Linked DNA regions of Zea mays: regions 2 and 3 are each linked to region 1. Evidence: chromatin contacts called from public Hi-C data. All regions are on one chromosome and are shown on one strand. Each heading gives the region's core, a stretch centred on a gene start, on an enhancer-like site or on the middle of the called end of the contact. The rest is flanking DNA. Distances are from core to core; before and after follow the strand shown.

Evidence for each region. Hi-C and Micro-C count contacts between places; a contact is called where the count stands out from the background.
Region 2: a Hi-C map of leaf shows a contact between it and region 1, with 6 times the contacts expected there. The contact joins the promoter of LOC100277035 here to the promoter of LOC100194363 in region 1. A contact is called at or near these places in 7 of 25 Hi-C or Micro-C datasets (bundle sheath, ear, endosperm and 2 more).
Region 3: a Hi-C map of endosperm shows a contact between it and region 1, with 2.7 times the contacts expected there. The contact joins the promoter of LOC100383142 here to the promoter of LOC100194363 in region 1. A contact is called at or near these places in 2 of 25 Hi-C or Micro-C datasets (endosperm and tassel).

Annotation. Positions count from the first base shown.
Region 1 is chr10:58,271,619-58,275,927 of Zm-B73-REFERENCE-NAM-5.0, forward strand. It overlaps LOC100194363 (Histone-lysine N-methyltransferase ATXR3), which reads left to right and starts at 2,638. Exons shown (of 21, transcript NM_001359479.1): 1 at 2,638-2,930; 2 at 3,049-4,309. The coding sequence starts at 3,168.
Region 2 is chr10:58,109,509-58,113,756 of Zm-B73-REFERENCE-NAM-5.0, forward strand. LOC100277035 reads left to right here and starts at 2,791. Exons shown (of 4, transcript NM_001407170.1): 1 at 2,791-3,246; 2 at 3,822-3,966. The coding sequence starts at 2,873.
Region 3 is chr10:58,490,697-58,494,793 of Zm-B73-REFERENCE-NAM-5.0, forward strand. It overlaps LOC100383142 (Zinc finger BED domain-containing protein DAYSLEEPER), which reads left to right and starts at 1,801. Exons shown (of 4, transcript NM_001175808.1): 1 at 1,801-1,873.

The sequences.
Region 1 (4,309 bases), core at 1,388-3,887:
CCACCTTGGTCGATTAGCATCCTTTCTGATTAAAATAATGTTATTTTTAACGGTGCCACAATAAGTTTCACTTATGCTTATTTTCAGTATGGCACATTCTCCTCTTATTGCATTTGTCCCCTTTTGATGACTAAGTTTACCCGATTATAATTGTTTGTCCCTGGCTCCTTGCAGGTTGGTGTTCAGACATCTCATATGCAAATGTGGGGAGACGGTGCCTCATCAATGACGAGTAGGTTGATTCTCTGCTAGCGACACCATTGTTCACCACAACTGGTTTTCTTGAGCAACTTAATGTCACTCTCAAGAGGACCCCCCGTTTCGACCGACACCATGAAGCACCAGACAAGCTTTAGAAAGTCGGAATTGTACTCCGTATATAAAAATTACCATGATATTATATGTTCCTATAATTCTATGTTGATTCTTTAGAAATAATATATATGATATTGTAATGTTTGTTCGACATCAGTCTATTTTATTTGAGTTGACGTATTTATAATAATATTATATATTTATATTGTCAATATAATATTAGTGTTACGGTGATATTTTGTCACACATATTTTACATATCATATTGATGTTTGTTATTTCATATCTATGTTTTACACTAATTTTTTACTTCCGTGACAAGTATGAATAATTGAAAGATTAACATAGATCTGATTGGATGCCGTTGCAACGCACGGGCACCTACCTAGTTGTAGTCTTAAGTACTAGTAAAGATTTCTAGTGATATTCAATACTAAAGTTTAATAGGTTTCATAAACATTCAATTATAACTCTTAACTTTATCTATATAGTGAACACATCTCAACGAAGTTCCGTAAACATTAACTATAACTCTCCACTTTACAATACAAAGATAAATTTCTTCATGTTTTCATTTAAGTTTTGGTGCACACATTTATATATGACATTCATTCGTTTTAGAACGGAAAATTTGTTTTTATTGGTACATTTACTATTTTATATCAATTCTAATTTACTTGTATTTGTACAAATGTCACTTATTAAATATCACGTGTTGTTGTTTATCTTTTGTTACATGCTTCCATAGTTTAAAAATATTATTTATATAGTTTTGTTGACTTGGATATGGAGGATAACGAGAAATCTATTTTAATTTAAGTTTGTTTTGACTATCTATAAATTTGTACTTAAATAACAATCCACATATACATCTGTTAAATTTTAGGGTATACTGTTTGGGTTGAATTGAGTAAATATCCGAATAATAATTCGAATTCGACTATCCGTTTTGTATTCGTATCCGAATATATTCGAATTTATATCTGAATTCGGAAAAAATATGGTAAATTGTGACATTCGTATTCGTATCTGTGCGTATTCGATCCGTTTCCACTCCTACCTATTTACATAGAGCCTATCCATTCCACCGAGGGAGAAATGGACCAACTCATAGGTTTTCGATCCGACGACCACGTCCTTCACACGGAGTTGCTTCGCCTTGACGCACCCTCCGCGATCACGCTGCGTGCCGCAGCCAGTTCCCTCCGGAACCGCCACCGCCGAGTTTTGAGGCCCAAACTCTGGTGGGTTTGAGGCCCAAACCACCAAACCTGCCGTGAGCACCGCACTTCGTGCACGTCCTCCACGATCAGACGCGTGTCCCGCCAGTCCCTGACCACACCGGCAACATGGTCCATTCCACCACGTCCTCGCATAAGTGTGTGTCACAGGTGTCAGCCACCACGATTGGTCAATTGACTGCTTTGATCCGCCAGTCAAGACCCATCACTCGTCCCTTCACCGCTCCGGGTCCATCAGTACGAGCCCGCATGACTTTCACCTCAGTCGTCGACCACCGTTCCTGTGCTCCACACCTGCACACCACAAGTCGACCGACATGGTTGCACAAGCATAATCTCACACTCTGGTCAGTCCACTGATTACCCAGAGTGCTACCCATTGACAATCACTCATCATCAAGCCGAAACACAAGGAACAAGTCAACCTTGTGTTCGTAAAGAGACTATATAATATAATCCTTAATATAATTATAGTTGAAGGATAATATATATGAAGAGTCATGTACAAACATACTTTTTATGAAGAGTGTATTTTGTATTTTTTTAATTAGCTTTGTAGAGATCTCCCAAAAAACCTACACTAAATGTTTTTGTACACGCGCTTATTTGCTCGGAACTTTATCCATAGCTCGGAGAGGTTCCTTAATCTCACACGGAGAAAACATGATGAAAATTTGATTTAGCCACATGAACAAACAAGAGAATGTATCTGGTACAATGAGAGTTTAATGTATATGATGGATATATTAAATTATTATTATTTATTATAGATCTAATGTCTTTAGTTGTTATGTATATTTTATAATGATCACCTTCTATCACTATCCTCTACTACCCTTACTCTGCTTGAAAGATGTTTTTTTATAGAATATACAAAGCAACCATAGATGTTAATGGTGAAATGAATAATAATAATTTAATATATACACTATGCACCACGCTTATATGTACGGGATATGTTTTTTCTCACACCAGGACTAACATGCAAATACGGCGCAAATCTATGGTGCAATGTGGAAAAGCGTTGGTCGGTAAGGGCCCGATAAAATGAGACCTCCTCTCCTCCGGGAGAGGGATAGAGTGCGTCCGTCTTCGTTCCTTGCCCCCCTTCCTTCAGAAGAGCGAGGCCGCGGTCGCGGAGGAGGCTTTACGAACAAACGAGCCATTAGTCCCCAAAAGCCAACACACAAACCCAGGCGATAGCGAGCGCGCCCGCGAAGGCTACGACGCGAGAGCGCGCGAGGTGTGGAGCCCCCAATCCCGGAAGCTTCCTTGGCCGCGCGCAGGGCGCGGGAGTGGGAGCTCGCCGCCGGTTACCGAGCCCTCTCCGCCGCGGATCTCCCGATCTGAGACGCCACTCGTCAATTCCCCGCAGGTACGCGTGCCGATCCGCGGCCGCTTCGATCCAGCCAGTTCCCCGCGCCAATTCGCGCCCCTGCCATTGCTGCTTCTTGATTCCGCCCTTGGCTGAAACACTGTTGCTCTGTGATTAGGGTTTTGCGGTGCCAGCGACGGACATGAGCGTGGAGAGCCCAGGGGAGCTAGGGTTCTGAAGCGCACCGTGGGGCACAGCGTGGCGAACGACGGCCCCCGACATCCTGCTAGGTTTTCCATGGGAGATGGGGGAGTCGCGTGCGCCGTCCGCTCAGTCGAGAGCTTCCGTGCCGGCGCCCTCGTGAGGAGAGGAGGAGCGGGAGAAGCGATGCCGGACAAGGGGGAGAGGGCCCATGGCCACCGCCACCAGCACCAGCACTGGAAGAACCAGCAGTCGGCGACAGCTGCTGACCTGGAGGAGGGGGAGCTGCTTAATGGGGAGGCCGGGACCAATGGGTTGCCCGAGAGGAGCATGCCACCTAAGAAGTGGAGGAAGGTGCTGGCAGCCTCCGCAGCTGCTGTGGAGGTGGAGCCTGGGGAGATTGTGAGTACAAAGCAAGCAGTGCCATTGAAGAAGGAAAGAAGAAACGGGGACGTTGAGAAGGTAGAGCTGCTGCCAGAGAGGCAGAGGAAGGAAAAGTCTTCTGGGAAGAGCACCAGGAAGTCTATCAAGGATGATGTGGAGCCAGGGGAGATTGCACTGCCAGGAAAAAGGCGGGATGCCAAGTCCCAACTGGCCCATGATAACAGCAGGAGGCCAAGTTCGTCTGCCCAGAAAGGCTCCTTGCGGGATTCTGATGAAGAACCTGGTGAAATTAAGCCAGAGAGCGGCATCAGTGGCAGTGTAAGGAAGAACCGGCCAACAGAGCCTCATAGCAGTAACCACAAGCACCACACTGACACCTCTGACCAGTCAGGATCAAAACATCGCAGGAAGGGAGAAGGAAAGAGTTCATCTGCTGCCAGACATTTGTCTGGGAGAATTCGTGAGGTCTCGCCACCAACACGGGATCGGCGTGATAAGCACGAGAGGAGCCCAGGCATCTTGGGCCGTTTTCCTCATGACCGTTTTCGTCATGACAGGTATGACAGGAGCCCGAGCCGCTTGGAGCGTTCCCCACATCGCACTCGCCACTATGATAGCAGAGACCGCAGTCCATATATTTCACCTCGACATAGAGCTCGTCCGCCCCAATTCAGGGATAACACACCAAGTCGTGTTGATAATTCCCCTCGTGGGAGGGTCCAGCATGAAGATATCAGAGACCGTAGCCCATTTCGTCATGACAGGTCGCCTTCTGAACGTTGTCGTCCTACTGACACGCATGAAGCAAGCAAGAAGAGCAGAAGTAGCAACAACTCAGAGAAGTCACATCACAA
Region 2 (4,248 bases), core at 1,541-4,040, 160 kb before region 1:
GATGAGAAAGACTAAGATCGCTGAACTCATGCACTCTAGGATCTCGACCGTCTGGAAAAACACGTTGCAACATCTCAATGTCACTCTCTATGAGTTCACCAACCGGGTGATCATCATCTGAATCGGCAGCCATAGCAAAGGCATATGGCTCCTCTTCATTCCTAAACTCATGACTGTTGGAGGCAATAAAACCATCACCGAAGCAGCCACGTGCCTCGGTCTGAGGATCAACCACAATAGTAGGGGTCTCTCCTGCAACATGTACAAGATTATCAGTCCCACGTCAAATGGAATGAGCAAAGTGCTCATGGTCCAAAATGAAGATGTAATGCCAGTAAAACTTACTGCAATTGGTTTGTGCCAAAGGGATACACGCAGCTAAATCTGTCTGCAGACCATCTCCTCGCTGACTTAATGGGATCAAATTGGGGCCATATTGAGCATCAGGAACACTTGGCACGTCATCGATAGCACAACCAAAGTCTTCAGGGGGACGGTCTACTACAACTAGACGCACCACAACCTGCATGAGTTGCAAATGGGTCTTCATAGCCGAAGTAACATAATTATCCCAATCCAGTTGACAATCAATTGGGATGACTCGTCTTATGATATTTGGTGGATGACCAATATTAAGCACTCCGTCAACCGCAATGTCATCATCTTCATGGTAACCTAGCTTTTGTTTAGCCTTTGTAAACACATCACTCAACGAGGGTCTACCATCGAATAGTACCGGCACGTGTCGCATGTCAATGAACTTGGCATTTCCATACGGATCTTGTTCCACATTGCCTCCATGATATAAGCTCAAAAAATTGTCCATCTATTTCAAACACGAATTAAACATTCAATATAAACTATGGATGGTTATTGCCTAACCACAACCCACTAATTACTAGCTACATAACTATAAATATAACCACAACCCACTAAAATACTAACCACCTTATAACTAGCTACTAAATAACTAATTATAAATTTTGACAGCACCTCCCCTGCGCGGGGAGGATATAAAAACCCGCACATTCAACTCACATTCATCATATTCGATCAAATTAGCATTTATCAAATTCATTTTCACGACAATCACATTCAACAAACAACTTTTTATAGCAACAAAACTAACAATCCCAACAAAAATGCTAACACATTAACTAAAAATACTAACAAAATGCTTAAAAATTACCTAAACGGCGGCTGCGAGGGAGCGGGCAGGGGCGGCGGCCGCGGGGGGCAGGGGGACCTGGGCGCGGGGCAGGGGCGGCGGCCGGCGCGGGGCAGGGGGACCTGGGCGCGGGGAAGGGGCGCTGGGCGCGGCGACCTCGAGGGGGGGGCGGGAGCCGGCGGCCGGCGCGGGGCATGGGGAGCTGCGCGGGGAAGGGTCGCCGGGCGCGGCGAAGGGTCACCAGGCGCGGCGAAGGGCCGCCGGGCGGGCACGAGGCAGGGGCGGTGGCCGCGGGGGCGCCGGGCTCGGGGGCAGGCGCGGGGAAGGAGGCGGCAAGCTCGAGGGCGGGGGCGTCGGGAGTGGCAGCGGCGAGCTCAGGAAGAGGACTTAGGCGGCGAGAATAGGAGTTTGGCGGCGAGTGGACCAGTTTGACTGGTATAAAGGGGGTCGGCGCCAAGATCTGTGGCGCCGACCCCACTGACAGGATTTTCGCCGCCGACAAGGGGGTCGGTGCCAAGATCTATGGCGCCGACCCCCTGGAACTCGACACATCAGCTGCCACGTATGAAAATGCTGGCGCCAAAGAAGGTGGTGCCAGCATGCGTTGCCTCGACGCCAATGATGATGGCGCCGAGCAAAGGGTCTATTTTTTGAAATGAAACTGCAAAGGGTATAGTTGTGCAAAAAAACACTAAAGGGGCTAAAATGCAAAAAAGTTAGGCTGACGGGCGCGTGGCGGCGTAGTGCCTCCAATGCCCGGACCGCGTACGCCTTCTGCCGTCGGGAGGAGGAGATAAGGTATTATTTAAAGAGTCCGTTGGATACCCCCGTTTACCAAGGTTTCTAATTTAAAGAGTCATCTATAAAACTGTATATATAACTAGAATTTATATATAAGCTGTTTGAGTTGCTCTTAGAAGATGATCTAAACGCATGGTGCTAAGAGCAACTCTAAAAGATTAGCTAAAAAGGATAGTCAAATTTACTGATTTAACTACTCTCTAAAATCGATTTTACAGAAAAAGTGTAGGTTAATCCAACAACCTCGGTAATCTACAGATTGAATGGAGAGTGAAGCAGCCTATTCAAAAATAGAGAGCGGAGGTGGAGGGATAGAGAGCCACTAAATTTGGAGAGTCATTTACAAAGTCTATTGGATACTATTTTCTTCTAATATTAGCTAAATTTATCTTTACAAAACCATATAACTAGTCTCTTAGAGTTGCTTTAAAATTGCCTAGTTAAAAATTAACTATTATTAACTATATTAGCTAGTTATTTTTAGTGTAAATAGATAAAAAAGCACTAAGACACAGGAAAAAAATGCTATATTTTTATCTAAACCGCTATATACTTCCTTTTTTGTGGACGTTGGAGGCTGAATGTTATATTCTTCTATGTTAGATAATCTTTATTTAGATAACTTAGGGTCGAAGTCAACTGCGCACTTTTCAATTCACACGGGACGGGAATCTTTACTCCAGGCGTTTCCATAAAACACCCAGTCTAGACTAAAAATAATCACAGCTGTACCAATTGCAGCATTCTTATCATCTTATGGCAGCAAAAGACCCTTTTCTACGCCACTGATAAACTTCAAGGTTTCTTCTGCAGTTTCTTTTCTCCCACACAAATAGGACGGAGAAGTCGGGAACATGCTAAGGGGAACGGCGCCACCGAGAGGAACGCGAGGTCGCCATCACCATGGGGGGAGGAGTCATGCGCACCGCCGCGAAGGTGGGCATCGCCAGGGGCGCCGCGGCGGTGGCAGCGGCGAAAGGCGGCCGGTTCCGCCACGCCGCGCCGGCCTTCGCCACGGCCCCCGCCGCCACGGGTTCCGATGCGGCGCCGCTTGTCTCCGCCTCCGGTGGCGAGGTGCCCCCCGCCGCGGCGCAGTGGGCGGCGTCCTGGGAGCTGGACGATTGGGAATTCGCAGACTGCGGGGACGTTGCCCCGGCGGCTGTGGTGGCGGAGAGGGAGGCGACGGCAGCGGCCGCGAAGCCCAGGCTGGTCTTCGCGCCGCCGTCGAGGGAGGAGGCCGAGGAGGCTACGACTGAGCTCAGGGACGCCATAGGCAGGTGAAAGATCGCGCCTTTGGCACTTCCGCTCTATGAATTTGTCGAATTGGATGGAAAGGAAAGGGGAGATTTCTGTAGGTGACTAATTGTTTGGGATTTTTTTGTTTTCGTTAGCTGCACTGCTGGAGCTTTTCTTTACGATCTATTCATCCTAACTTGTTTGGCTGAAAGCCCTGAATTGGTTCTTTTTTATGGGATTTGGGAATCATTTGATTAGCCTTTTATGGGGTCATATTAGGTGCTGGGATTCGATTGCCCAATTGGTGATAAGAGCTCTAGACCTCACAACGCAATAGATTTATTGTGCAGGAGGATCCGATGTGTGCTATTCAGCTCACTTGATTCAGTCTAGTGTACATGCTAAGAAAGCTTCATGTTTCGTCCATGTGTGTCTATATATAACATACTCAAGCATGAAAGCGTGATGCTCTGAGGCACATGTACTTATACAGACATGTCTATTGATGCCCTAAACAACCCTCTGATGGCTTTACAATCTGTTGCATCTGCACGTGGTATACTTTGCTTTACCTTTGGTTCAATTCACCCTATCCTCACAAAATATTTTGTTACAGGGCTTATTTCAACGAATCACCAGTTGAGGTTGTTAAGGAACAAGATAAAGAGTTTAATAAACTGGCAACTGATGCCATAATTCCTTCTATGCCTGGACATGTGGTTCAAGCTTTTACATTGCTGAAATCAAGCACAGAGGCTCAGGTTTGTGCAAAGGCCTGTGTAAACATACTGCACTACTCATTTGGGGAGATCAGGTATTTGTCACCCAATCTGGTAGAGCCACCCCCCTGGCGACCTTGGGCAGTCCTCCAGGCTCATTGGCAAAGTGCAAAGGAAATTTTCCTTTGTATTATAGAGGACTATTATATCTTTTTTGATAAATATTTGTGCACAATGAGAGTTACCCAGGCTCCTAAAAGATTCAGGCTCTTCCATTAACCCTAAAAGATTCCGGGGGAACTTGTTCCATCTCATATGTTGATC
Region 3 (4,097 bases), core at 551-3,050, 220 kb after region 1:
GTTAAATGCCCCTGCAATTTGGTCAGTCGGTGTGGTGATTTAGTCAAGGTTGCTTCTGAGCGAAGCCAAGGCCTTGGGCAAGCCGGTGATGTGTCCGCCATGAAAAGGGGGCCTCGGGCGAGACGGAAGTCTCTCGAGGTCGGCTGCCTTCGGCCGAGGCTAGGCTCGGGTGAAGCGTGATCGAGTCACTCGTGTGGACTGATCCCTGACTTAATCGTGCCCATCAGGCCTTTGCAGCTTTATGCTGATGGGGGTTACCAGCTGAGAATTAGGCGTCTTGAGGGTACCCCTAATTATGGTCCCCGACACTAACTAAGTCTAAAGTCTAAAGTCTCTAAAGTCTAAACTCTAAACTAAACTAACTAGCAAATCAGCAGTCAAATTTAGTGTTGTACAAGTGTACATGAGTACATGACTGCTGTGGAGTGTGGACTGGGATCTGGGAAGTGGGAAGTGGGAACATGGGGACTGGCCGATTGGGACTAGGAGTGCGGAGAAGAAGACAGTGTACCTCACCTGGAGAACTGCTGCAGTGCTGCTGCTTGCTGCTATGCGTCGGGAGGGGGCGCAGGTCGCCGGTGGCGCGCCGCCAGCCGCCGGCCGCCGTCGCCCGCGTCTGGTCTAGGGTTTCGATGGGAGTTGGCGAGTGGCGAGCGACCGTGCTGCTTGCGTGCGTGGCCTGGCCTCTGCTCGCTTTCATCTTTCATGTGACAGTGAGTGACTGAGTGGGCTTGGGCTGTACTGCTGTAGTGGGCTGGGGCGCTGGGCTGTAGTGGCAGTGAGTGGGCCGAAATGAAGTAACGAAGCAGGCCAAACTGATCGTCCGCGATCTAGTCGGACGACTAATCGCGCTTAGTCGTCGACTAATCGGACGATCAGGTTTCTGATCGCCCTGATCGCGTCGGTACTCCTTATCGGATGCGTGATGACGATCAGTCGATTAATCGCCGATTAATCGCGATTAATCGGACGATCAGAAAACACTGAGAAGGAGAGAACAGACACCTTGACGACGCTCACGACGCTGGAGACAGCAACAGTATCAACCATAGTAATCGTGTTTCGATCCGTGTAATGACGTGGTCATGTCCATTTTGGAGTGTGGGTTGTCCCAAGTTTTACATAATAGTGAATTTCTCGCCTACGCCTCCAAAACGTCGAAGCCGCACCTGATGATTTCCATAATGGCAAATTTCTCGCTGGGCAAGTGCTCGTGGGTCACGACCTGCTGCTATTAGTGGTGGTAGCGGTGGCGAGGAGGAGGCAACGGCGTGGCGTCTTCCTCATCCACGACGGTCGCATCGTTGTCGCTCTTGATGACAATGCTGAACTCGAGCATGTCCGACGTCGAGTTGGATCCCTCCACCGTCGCAGATGGGGAAGAACGACGACGCAAAAGCTCCTCCAATGCGCGCAGACCACACGGACATGGAAGAAGCGCCGCGAGGTAGGAGGAAGGCAGTGGCGCTTGCGGTTCCAGCCAAAGAGGCGTCGGCGCTTGCAGTTTGCAGCCAGGGAGGGCGACGGCGCGGTGAAGCGCGGTGGCGAGAGAAAACGGAGAACGCTTCCGTTCGTCCGTCAGGTGCTGCTGGGCCTGCTGCGATGCGATGCGATGCAACGAACAGCGTAAACGGGTTGAAATGAGTTCTATGGGCTGGGTCACCGGGTGGAAGTGGAAATGGCTTTCAATAGCTAGCGGGTCGGGGCGGTTGGGTTCACAATGCGGGTTAGGGCGGGTCGGGCTGGGTTACCCTGGGCACCTCGGGTCGCTCTCTGCTGTTCGCTCCCAGCTCCCGCAGAAAGAGAAAGACAACGCCGCCGCTCGCCGCCGTCGTTCCCCGGCGACCTCCTCCAACGAAGTCCGTTGATCCAGGTGCGCCTCTTCTAGATCCCCTCTCCCATCATATCCTCCGCTTCACCCCTTTCCCTGCCGAAGTACCACGCGCCCAACTCGTATTTGTTCGAGCCACCGCCGCCGCCACCCTGGCCGCCGGGAATCGCTAGCGGCGGGGACCTGTGGTGCGGTCGCGCATGTGCCACCCCACCTTATTCTAGGTGCCACATACCTTGTATTTTATCCCGTAATTAGGTGAGTATTTTTGGGGAATCATTTTTCGTTTTGCTCGATCTGTTTTACAATTGTAGTTTTCTTCTTTCTCCGTTATGATGACGGGGCGTTTGGTTCCTTTAGTCATACTTCTAAAGTTAAAGTAGGGTTTGGTTCTGAAGTATGATGGGACGAACCCGTTCCGCTACTAAATTATTGTTGTTTGGATGTTCCATATAAGACAGATTTGCTTAAAAAATAAAAATTATGCTTAAATGCTGAATCTTTGGGCTCTGTAAAATCTCCTAGACGGAGCCACTTGGCATGGAGCCGCTCTATACCAGCTGCCTCCGGAACCAAACACTATCTAAATAGTTCCTAGAATTTCTGGGAGACCTCATTTAGTCATACTATTTAGTAGTTTAGGAACTAAGGCTATCTTCAGTAGCTCTAATATCTCGCCTTTTATCCCACCTTCTATTTCAAACTTCATTATGTAAACAGTGCTGTCTACGGTACAAAACAATGCTTTACATGGTCATATGCACGATCTGCTGAACACAACTTAATGGTGACTAAACTTTAGTTACTAAATTTTAGGAGGTGGGAACCAAACGCTCTTGAAAATTGGCCCCAGTGCTGCTAGTCTTGTTTTCCTTTACTCTGGAACGGTTCCAGATGGAATGATAGGTTTACTTGTGCTAACATTGATCACCTGGGATAGTTTGTAGCCTCAATCCATGCAAAACGACAATGCCTTAGTCTTTTACAATTTTGCATGTACATATCGGCTATAGGGTGTCTACCGATCTAGAGTATATATGATCCTATTTTTACATAAGTTTAAACAGTAAGTTACAAGTTCAGTGAAAGATAGTTCACTCTAAACTCTGAAGGACAAACTCCAGGAAGTTAAACTGTAGTTTTATTTCAGTTTCAGCGCTGGTAGTGTGGCATCTGTATTTCTGTTTTTTTCTTGATCAGGTTCTGCTGCATTGCTATGAATGGTGTGAGTTGCATGGAGTTGAATATAAGCCAATTGCTGACGTGGCGTTTTATTTCAAAATCTATACATCGATCTGATTTCTCATGAGTTTAGCCCCGTTTTGAAACATAGTGTTGGTCTGTAGTTTGCATTGTTATTAAAACGTCGTTTAAACGAGAAAACGTGTTTAAAAGTTGGAATGTCCGAACGTTTTAGGTTTAGGGCGTAGAACGTCCGTTTTGAGTGTTTAAACGACGTTTAAGCGTCCAGATAGCGTTGTAGGGCGTTTTAGAGGTTCTACCCGTCCTGGGCCTTTAGCATTTTCTAGGTCACTTTCCTGGGCACTGGCCAGCGCCGGACGCGGTGCCCTCACTCCCTCAGCCAGCCGCCGCTCTGCTCTCCTCTCTCCTCTCCTCAGCCACAGCCAGCCGTCGCTCTGCTCTCCTCTCCTCAGCCACAGCCAGCCGCCGCTCTCCTCTCCTCTCTCCTCTCCTCTCCTCAGCCATGCAGCCAGCCGCTGCTCTCTGGCGCCCACAGCAGCCCAGCCGGCAGCCGCTGCTCTCCTCAGCCAGCAGACCAAAGCAGACCGCCCTCGGCCTCCACGAACTGTGGCACTGCGCCCACAGCAGACCATATTGGTGAGTACTGATTTTGTGCACCCATATTGCCCAACAGTGAATCAATCATTCAAGCTCTAATGTATGAACTTGATCTGTTTCTTTTTATGCTATTTGGTTTGTGAACTCAACTTATGTATGAACTTATTCTATATTTGAATTCCTATGTCAAGTCTGAAAAGACGTTTCAACATTTGCTTAAACGTTTAAAAGTTAAAAAGTGGGTTCATAACGTTTTAACGTTTTACCGCTTTAATAACCATGGTAGTTTGTTTTATCTTCTTCCAAGAACATGTCTTCTTTTTGTCAAAAAGAAAACTTTGAAAGTGCGACTACCACCATTTCCCAGAAAATAAGCACTGCAAACTTCAAATATCCCAAACGACCAAATGGTTCTCTATGTCCTGAGGCCAAAAGCCCCTCCAGAGCTCACTTGAGCCCAGATGAT